3 separate regions of the Macaca mulatta genome follow, and all the other regions are linked to region 2. Evidence: chromatin contacts called from public Hi-C data. All regions are on one chromosome and are shown on one strand. Each heading gives the region's core, a stretch centred on a gene start, on an enhancer-like site or on the middle of the called end of the contact. The rest is flanking DNA. Distances are from core to core; before and after follow the strand shown. Region 1 holds the start of MRPL35 (mitochondrial ribosomal protein L35). Region 2 holds the start of KDM3A (lysine demethylase 3A). Region 3 holds the start of RNF103 (ring finger protein 103).

Region 1 (2,700 bases), core at 193-2,692, 230 kb after region 2:
GTGGATCGCCTGAGGTCAGGAGTTCGAGACCAGCCTGACCAACATGGAGAAACCCCATCTCTACTAAAAATACAAAATTAGCTGGACGTGGTTGCGCATGCCCGTAATCCCAGCTACTCCAGGGGAATAACTTAAATCTGGGAGGCGGAGGTTGCAGTGAGCCAAGATCGTGCCACTGAACTCCAGTTTGGGCAACGAGAGAAACTCCATCCCTCCCCCCCAAAAAAAAAAAAAAATTATATATCAATGAGAAAGCATTACAACTACGCAAAATGAATGAATCTCACAATGTAAAAGGCACTAAAGAGTATATACTGTATGAATTAATTCATGTGAAGTTCAAAACCAGACAAAACTATGTTCTTGAGAGATGCATATATAGATGCTAAAACCTACTATAGGAAAAATAGGCAATCTAATAGTAACTATAAAAATGAGAACAGTGTTTATATCTGGGGGGGAGTAGAGAATTTTGATATACAGGGGAGAGAGGTGGTGCACTGTTTTGACCTGAGTGTTAAACAGGTGTTTGCTTTAGAATTGTTAAACCATTCATGCATACTATATAAAATTTTCTTCGTATGTATTATATTTTGCGAACACAAAAAATACTTCACATAAAAAAAGCTTTTCTCTAACGGGAAAATTTACATCGTTGCTTTTTCTTGACTGATCTCTTATATTCTCCCACAAAATGTTATCCTAACTTAATATATTTTGTGTGAAAGTAACTTACTGAGCATCTTATGGTATTTAGATGATTTTTAACTTTGTGCAACAAGTACTTAACGTGACGGCAACTGAATTTAGTCGCCTTTACTTCTGCTGTCTCTCAGTCAGGAAGTTCTCATGCCAGCCCTTGTGCCGGGGGCTGTAGTTAAAAATTAAATTGGCCTTCAAACTTACCATGTGTCAGGCACTGCCCAAGAGGCTTTACGTGCATTATCTCATTTAATCCCCAGGTAGGTGGTATGACCCCCATTGTAAAGGTATATAATCTGAAGTTAGGAGAAATTAATTCTCAAGGTTAAAGGTCCAGAATGGCGGGTCCTAGCCTCCAAATCAGAAAGTTAGGTGAGACTTTTTGGTCTCCCTCGCCCCCTCCGTTCCAGTTTCTCTGGCTTGTTTTCTAGGGAAGAAAAAGCTGGTAAGGAAGTTGAAAATGCGGGACACACAGGCCCGCGTGAGTCCGAGTCAAGGAACCTGGTACAGGCTGCCGGTCACACCGCCCCAAAGAAAATTGGGCTTAACCCTCTTATCTTAAATAATGACCCTTTTTGCTTGTTAACCTCCCTCTAAACGCCCATTCTATCCCGCACCAGTTCCCCTTCCTGTGAAGGCATGCATGGAGTATGTCGCTCTCCACTGACCTGAAGCTGCTCTCACTGCACCAGCAAAGACAAAGGAAGCCATCTTGCCACCCTCGCCTACGGCGGCCGCTTTGGGTTTAAAAGCACAACCGCAAAGGGAATGAAGGGAAAGCAAGGAGGCGGAGTCAAGGAAGAGGAAAATAACAAAGGAGTTGTCCACTCAACCTTTATTCAATGTGATCTGCCGGGTTCCGCTCTTCGCCGCTGTAAAGAGTGCCTATAGAAGGTTCCACAAAATTTATTATTTAAAAAAATTCTTGGGGCCGGGCACGGTGGCTCACGCCTGTAATCCCAGCACTTTGGGAGGCCCAGGCAGGCGGATCACGAGGTCAGAAGTTCGAGACCAGCCTGGCCAACATGATGAAACCCCCGTCTCTACTAAAAATACAAAAAGCAGCCGGGCGCGGTGGCAAGCGCCTGTAATCTCAGCTACTCGGGAGGCTGAGGCAGGAGAATCGCTTGAAACCGGAAGGCGGAGGTTGCAGTGAGTCGAGATCGCGCCACTGAAATCCAGTCTGGGCGAAAGAGCGAAACTCCGTCTCAAAAAAAAAAAAAAAAAAAGAAAGAAAGAAAAAAAAAAAACAAAAATTCTTGCCGGGCGCGGTGGCTCACGCCTGTAATCGCGGCACTTTGGGCGGCCCAGGCGGGCAGATCACGAGGTCAGCACATTGAGACCATCGTGGCTAACACGGTGAAACCCCGTCTCTACTAAGGGGTACAAAAAATTAGCCGGGCGTGGTGGCACGCGCCTGTAGTCCCAGCTATTCGGGAGGCTGAGGCAGGAGAATCGCTTGAACCCGGGAGGCAGATGTTGCAGTGAGCCGAGATCGAGACACCGCACTCCAGCCTGGGGTACAGAGCGAGATATAGGGGGTGTTACCTTGGAACACTATTGTTGCCAACTTGATCTCCCACCTATGGTGGCCACTTTGAGTCCAAAAATAGGCACATACGCTAGACAAGTATATTGAGACATTCATAAAAATTCTTTGAATTGGCAATGGGAGTCATTGCACACTTTTTTTTTTTTTTTTTTTTTTTTTTGAGACGAGGTCTTGGTCTGTTGCTCAGGCTTGAGCGATCACAGCTCACTGCAGCCTCGACCTCCTAGGCTAAAGCAATCCTCCCACCTAAGCCTCCTGAGTAGCTGAGACTACAGGCACACACCACCACACCTGGCTAATTTTTAATTTTTTTGTAGAGACCTAGCTCTCACTATGTGAGCCCAGGGTGGTCTCAATTGTTTGGTCCTGGAATCAAACATTTCTCCCACCTCGGCCTCCCAAAGTGCTAGGATTACAGGTGTGAGCCACTGAGCCTGGCCTCACTG
Region 2 (2,700 bases), core at 92-2,591:
CGCGCTCCACGTCCCAGCTGTCGTGGCTGCCGTCGCTGCCGTCTGCTGCGGACAGACTGAGAAATCGCTTCCCCACCAATACCGGCCAACTTTCTCCGAGCGTGAGCACCATGGTTTCCACGCCTGCAGGAAGGGCTCCTCCCTGCAAAAACACAAAAACAAAATGCGACGGGGGCCGCCAGTGGGAGGGGGCCGGGCGGAGACAGCAGGGAGGACGGGCGGAGGGCGCCGAACCCGCGCGAGGACGCGGCCCCGGGCGGACCCGTACCAAGCCCCCCTCCCGCACCTTCCCGCTCCCCGGCGCCCTCCCCTGCCACACACCCGGGCCGCAGCGCCGCGTGACCCTCGCTCTCCCAAGTTTGGCTTCTCTAACAGCTCAAACGCAAACGCAGAGAGAGTGAGAGAAGAATTATCTGCGGCTCGAGTGGATTTGAAAGTGTTCAGCCCTCAGCCCCTAAAAGAAAAGGCCCCCGGTGCACAGCGCCGGTCCCTGGCGGCTGGGTCCCCGCCCCGGGCGGCCCCGCGGGGGAGGGAGGGCGAGCCCGCGATTCCGCACTTGCCCCGCCGCCCAGCCCCGGCGCCCAGCTCCCCGGCCCCCGACCCCCGGGCGCCTGTCTCCCCCGGCCTGCGCCGCTGCCAACGGGCGGCGGGGCCGCGCGCTCAGCGCTTTCACCTTTCTTCCCCCTCTCCCCGCAGCCGAGGCCGCGGCGCTCTTACCCCGCCTCCCGCCTCCCTGAGTCACCAGCGGCAGCCGCCGTTTCCAGCCGCCCAGGCGACTCCAGCACTGACTTGGTTCAAGAGCTCTCACAAGACACGCACAGCCTCCCGGACCCGCCCCCTCGGAGCCGCTTCCGCCGCTCATTGGCTGAGACACAAGATCTGGGCGAGGCTCCGGGGGAAACAGATCATCACCATTGGCCGGCCGGGCGAGGGCGGGGCCAGAGAAAAAAACAATTCCTTGGCTGCCTCCTCCCTTTCCCCCTCCCCCTTCCGACTCCCGGGCGACCCCCATTAGGTTAAAGTACACAGAGAATAAGCCAGTGATCCCTCCGCCACAGACCCATTCTTTCCATTTGTTGCCTCACGGTATGCAAAAAAAAGTCCCGCGAAATCGGTCATCAACTTTGGGACCTAGAGGAAAATTGCCGTGGCGCATAGATAAGACTGAACGGCGAGATCCTGAGCTATAAGTGCCTATTGGATTGTTCTTCAAGTGCGTGGGCTGTCGACCGAAGATGAGCCTTCCACTTCGCGGAAGAATCTCACAGGAAAGGGTGAGGGCGGTGCAGAGTCAGCGGGGGAGGGAAGGGAAGAGAACGTGCGGTTTCAGGCGTACTCAGCTAGAGGGAGGAGCGACAGTGCGCTGGAGGCTCGTGCGCAGGCGCCTCGCAGAGGTTAGGCTGCTGGGCGAAATGGCTGCGGGAGGCGCAGGCGCACGTGGTGCTGATCGTGGAACGTCTGAAGTCCGCCATTTTGAAGGATAAATGAAGAAAGTCGTGGAGTTACTGGATAATGACGTTCATTAAATTTAGAGCAAAAGAGACCTTTGCATACATGTATAATGGGATTTTTTTTCTCTAAAGGGGGATTGAGAAGGTATTCAGAGACTTGCAAAGAAATTTAAAGTAGTTGAAGGCCATAATGAATGATGCAAGAGATGAAAGAGAAGGTGACTTTGAAGGACAAAGCAGTTAAGAGGTGATTGTGTGCCCTGGACCTTAAGTATTTTGATTGATTGAAAAAGAAATGGAATAAAGAAATTAAAGACATGTTCATAAAGGCTGGTGTTTGACATTACATCACATTTAATCCTTAAGAAGAACTCATGCCTCCATTTTGTAAGTGTGAAAACGGATAATCAGAGAATGTTTGGAAACATACAAGGGATTATAGATGCAAATTAACTCTGGATGTTAATTTTCAATATACATATTCTGAATCTGACTTTTAAGTTTTTAAAGTTAATAACACAAGAATTGGATTTATAATCTGCAGACCATTTAAAGGAAGGGAGCTGCTAAATGAAAAAAAAACTTATCCGGCTGAACGGAAGGCAGAATGGGAACGAGATAAGCAAAAGAAACTGGAACATATGGTAAAAATGTTTTTAATGTGAAAAGTAAGTCCAAACATCAGTATTTACAATAAATATAAATGGGTTAATTTCACTCACAAGTTTAAACAGACAATTGGGATTAAAAGGAAAATCCAGTATAAATTGGCCGTAAGCAAACTCTTACAACACAGGAAGCTTGAAAATACTGGGCTAAAATATTTAATCGAATGGTAGCCAAATGAAAGCAATATAGCAATATTAATATAATTAAAAGTATCAAAAGAGAAAGGATTTCATATTAAAGGATAAAGTCCATGAAGACAATATGGTCTTCTGAACTATTATGAATCTAAAAACATGGCCTATCCTAAGCTAATGCTATGAACGATGAGAAATTTTACAAATTTGACAATTTGTTATCAGAATAGAAGACAAATAGCTCAGAAGTATGCAACTCAAATTTAAAATACAAGAGAAGGTATGGAGAACTTAGATAATGTAATTAAATATTAATCTGAAAAACAACTCAAGGGAAAAATTCTACTGATCTTAGAAAAGATGGAAAGATATCCAATGCATTTTATAAAAGTCCCAAACCATTTTACAAATTCTGAACTGGGAGAGTATAAGAAAGAAAAACTATG
Region 3 (2,700 bases), core at 114-2,613, 180 kb before region 2:
TTGTTACCCAGGCTGGATGTGGTGCAGTGGTAGGATCTCGGCTCACTGCAAGCTCCGCCTCCCGGGTTCACGCCATTCTGCTGCCTCAGCCTCCCGAGTAGCTGGGACTACAGGCGTCCGCCACCACGCCCGGCTAATTTTTTTTTTTTTTTTTTTTTTTTTTTTTTTTTTGTATTTTTAGTAGAGACGGGGTTTCACCGTGTTAGCCAGGATCATCTCGAACTCCTGACCTCGTGATCTGCCCGCCTCGGCCTCCAAAAGTGCTGGGATTACAGGAGTAAGCCACCGCGCCCGGCCCATGTACAAAATAAAGCACCCAGAACTTTGCACCTGGACGTATCAACATTCAACAACCTTTGTCCTAGGAACTCAGGGAGTTCACACCAGGCTTTTAACACCCCTGAGACTGAAGGAGGGAAAAGGCTATAACTGGCAGCGACAACTGGGCCTAGGATAACGCTAACTCCAGTTTTGGCCAAACCTCCTCCAACACACATGTGCAAAGCCATATTCTCATGAAGAGGGGGCAAAACATTTGCTTTCTGGGTTTAACCTTCTACCATCTCAAACCAACTGTGCCAAAAATTTCGCTGTTCACCAGGATTCATCAAAAAACGTATATTTCTATTTTTATCGATTTTAAGAGAATAATTAACTGCTCTATTTTTACAGAAAATACACAAAGTGATACAGTCCAAAGACTAATACTCAGACGAAATCAATTGCTAAACATTGGCGGGGCAAAAGAGGAGACCACGCAACAAAAGCACGGACAGGCAACTTTCGGCACCGCGGGAAGGCCCCGACCAGGCTGGGGCTCCGCCTCTCCTCCCACTCTCTGCTCGGTTGTCCAGGAGCCCCGCGGCTCCCCGAATTCCCCGCCCTCCGCCCCTGCGGGCCTGCCCTGCAGGCCCCGCCCCAGCCCCGCCTCGTCCCGACGTCAGTTGTTGTGTCTCAGCTCCGGCCGCGGCCGTCCCTGATCTACGGCTGTGGAGGCTACGGCCGCGGCCTCCGGAGGTGGCGGGGGTGCTGGGGACCCGTGCCGCGACCGGCGCCGCCCATCCGAGCGGGGCAGGCGCTGAGTGGCCGGGAGGCAGCCGGGTAGCCGCCTGGAGGAGCAGTCTCAGGGCCTGTTATTGGTTTTTTCCCACCGAGACCGATTCCCTCTGCAGGGACCGCGACGCCCCATCCTGGGCCGGGCCGCGGTGCCCGCCTGCCTGAGAGGCGCCGCCCGCCAGCCGGCCCGAGCTAACGTGGAGCCGCCGCCGTGCCCGCCGTGCTTCTCGCGGATCCTGGGCGGTCGGCGGGGCCTGGGGCCTGGGCTTCGGGCGCGGCGCTGCGGCGGTCGCTCCTCCCCGCGCAGGACACGCTGGGCCCCAGGCCTGGCCCGGCCGAGCGCCGCGCCCTCCTGACCCGCGGCCGCGGGAGTCCGGCCCCCACGGCCCCTCGGGCCCGGGCCTGCCGCCCGGATCTCCGGCTCCTGGCGAATCTGAGTTATTTTTTGGTCTCTCCCCCTCCCCCTTGAGATCGCGGCGCCGGAGGGCCGACCCCGCCACCTGGGTCAGTGTCCCCCGCAGAGGGAAGCGTCCCTCGTTTTCTTCCCGTGAGCTCTCCCCGCGCCCCTCGCCTCTCGGTGCTTAATGGATGGCGGTTGTGAGTTTTTCCCATTTATTTTTGTCGCCTCTTGACTGGGAGGCCCGGCGCGAGGCTCTGCGCCTCTGCGTCCCTCGTCGCCACCTCACGCCCGCGCAGATCCCGTCACCTGCCTCCCCGTCGCGGATGGCCGGCCAGTGACGGCGCCGGGTGGCCCGCGCGTGGACACGGGGCCCTCGCCCAAGCTGCCACCGAGCCGCTGCCTCCGCCCTCGACCCTTCTCTCTCCCGTATTCCGAGCTCTCTGGAAAGAGAGAAGACGCCAGGGAAGATGTGGCTGAAGCTTTTTTTCTTGCTCCTCTATTTCCTGGTCCTGTTCGTCCTGGCCAGGTTTTTTGAAGCCATTGTGTGGTATGAAACTGGCATCTTTGCCACCCAGCTGGTGGATCCAGTGGCGCTGAGCTTCAAGAAGCTGAAGACCATTTTGGAGTGCCGAGGGTTGGGCTACTCAGGGCTGCCTGAGAAGAAGGATGTCCGGGAGCTGGTGGAAAAGTCAGGCGAGTATCGAGCTTCCCCTAGGGCCCCCTCCACCTGGGAGAGGGGACGACCTGTACCTCCTGGTACCTGGCTGTTCCCCCAGAGTGAGGCCTTCCCTGGAAGGGTTAAAGCTGCCCAGGTTGCTTCGTCCAAGCTTTCTACAATCAAGTATGCGGATCCCAGCTTTGAGGAGGAGGCTGAAATTACTTGGAGGGGTGTTGGTGTATCCTTTTAAGGTTGTCGTAAAATGACAGTTTAAAGTGTGGCTTCTTAGCGTTGTTTACTAAGTTGAGTGATTTTCTCAAAATTCGGGAATATGAACTAGTTACAAACTGGAAAGCATTATTTGTCAGTTGAAGTTCATAAAAACGTAAGAAAAACTCCAAAACGTTGTCTGTCAATAGTAGTATTTGTCACGATAGTAATAATAAGGTACCCAGAGTGGGGACCCATCTTTGGAATACTTACTATCAGAGGCACTTGGGCCTAGGATTTGAATGTTAGTTAAATCATGAGTTTGAATATAGACAGTGTACACCGACTTTAAGTCTGAAAAGGCGAGTAAGTCTGA

The links. Hi-C and Micro-C count contacts between places; a contact is called where the count stands out from the background.
Region 1: a contact with region 2 is called in a Hi-C map of fetal cortex germinal zone, with 2.9 times the contacts expected there. The contact joins the promoter of MRPL35 here to the promoter of KDM3A in region 2. A contact is called at or near these places in 2 of 14 Hi-C or Micro-C datasets (fetal cortex germinal zone and fetal cortical plate).
Region 3: a Hi-C map of fetal cortex germinal zone shows a contact between it and region 2, with 3 times the contacts expected there. The contact joins the promoter of RNF103 here to the promoter of KDM3A in region 2. A contact is called at or near these places in 4 of 14 Hi-C or Micro-C datasets (cortical neurons, fetal cortex germinal zone, fetal cortical plate and 1 more).

What each region holds. Positions count from the first base shown.
Region 1 is chr13:38,184,541-38,187,240 of T2T-MMU8v2.0, forward strand. MRPL35 (mitochondrial ribosomal protein L35) reads right to left here and starts at 1,443. Exons shown (of 4, transcript XM_015112795.3): 1 at 1,371-1,443. The coding sequence starts at 1,413.
Region 2 is chr13:37,952,275-37,954,974 of T2T-MMU8v2.0, forward strand. It overlaps KDM3A (lysine demethylase 3A), which reads right to left and starts at 1,342. Exons shown (of 26, transcript XM_077959077.1): 1 at 1,061-1,342; 2 at 1-142. The coding sequence starts at 112.
Region 3 is chr13:37,767,507-37,770,206 of T2T-MMU8v2.0, forward strand. RNF103 (ring finger protein 103) reads left to right here and starts at 1,364. Exons shown (of 4, transcript NM_001266577.1): 1 at 1,364-2,149. The coding sequence starts at 1,924.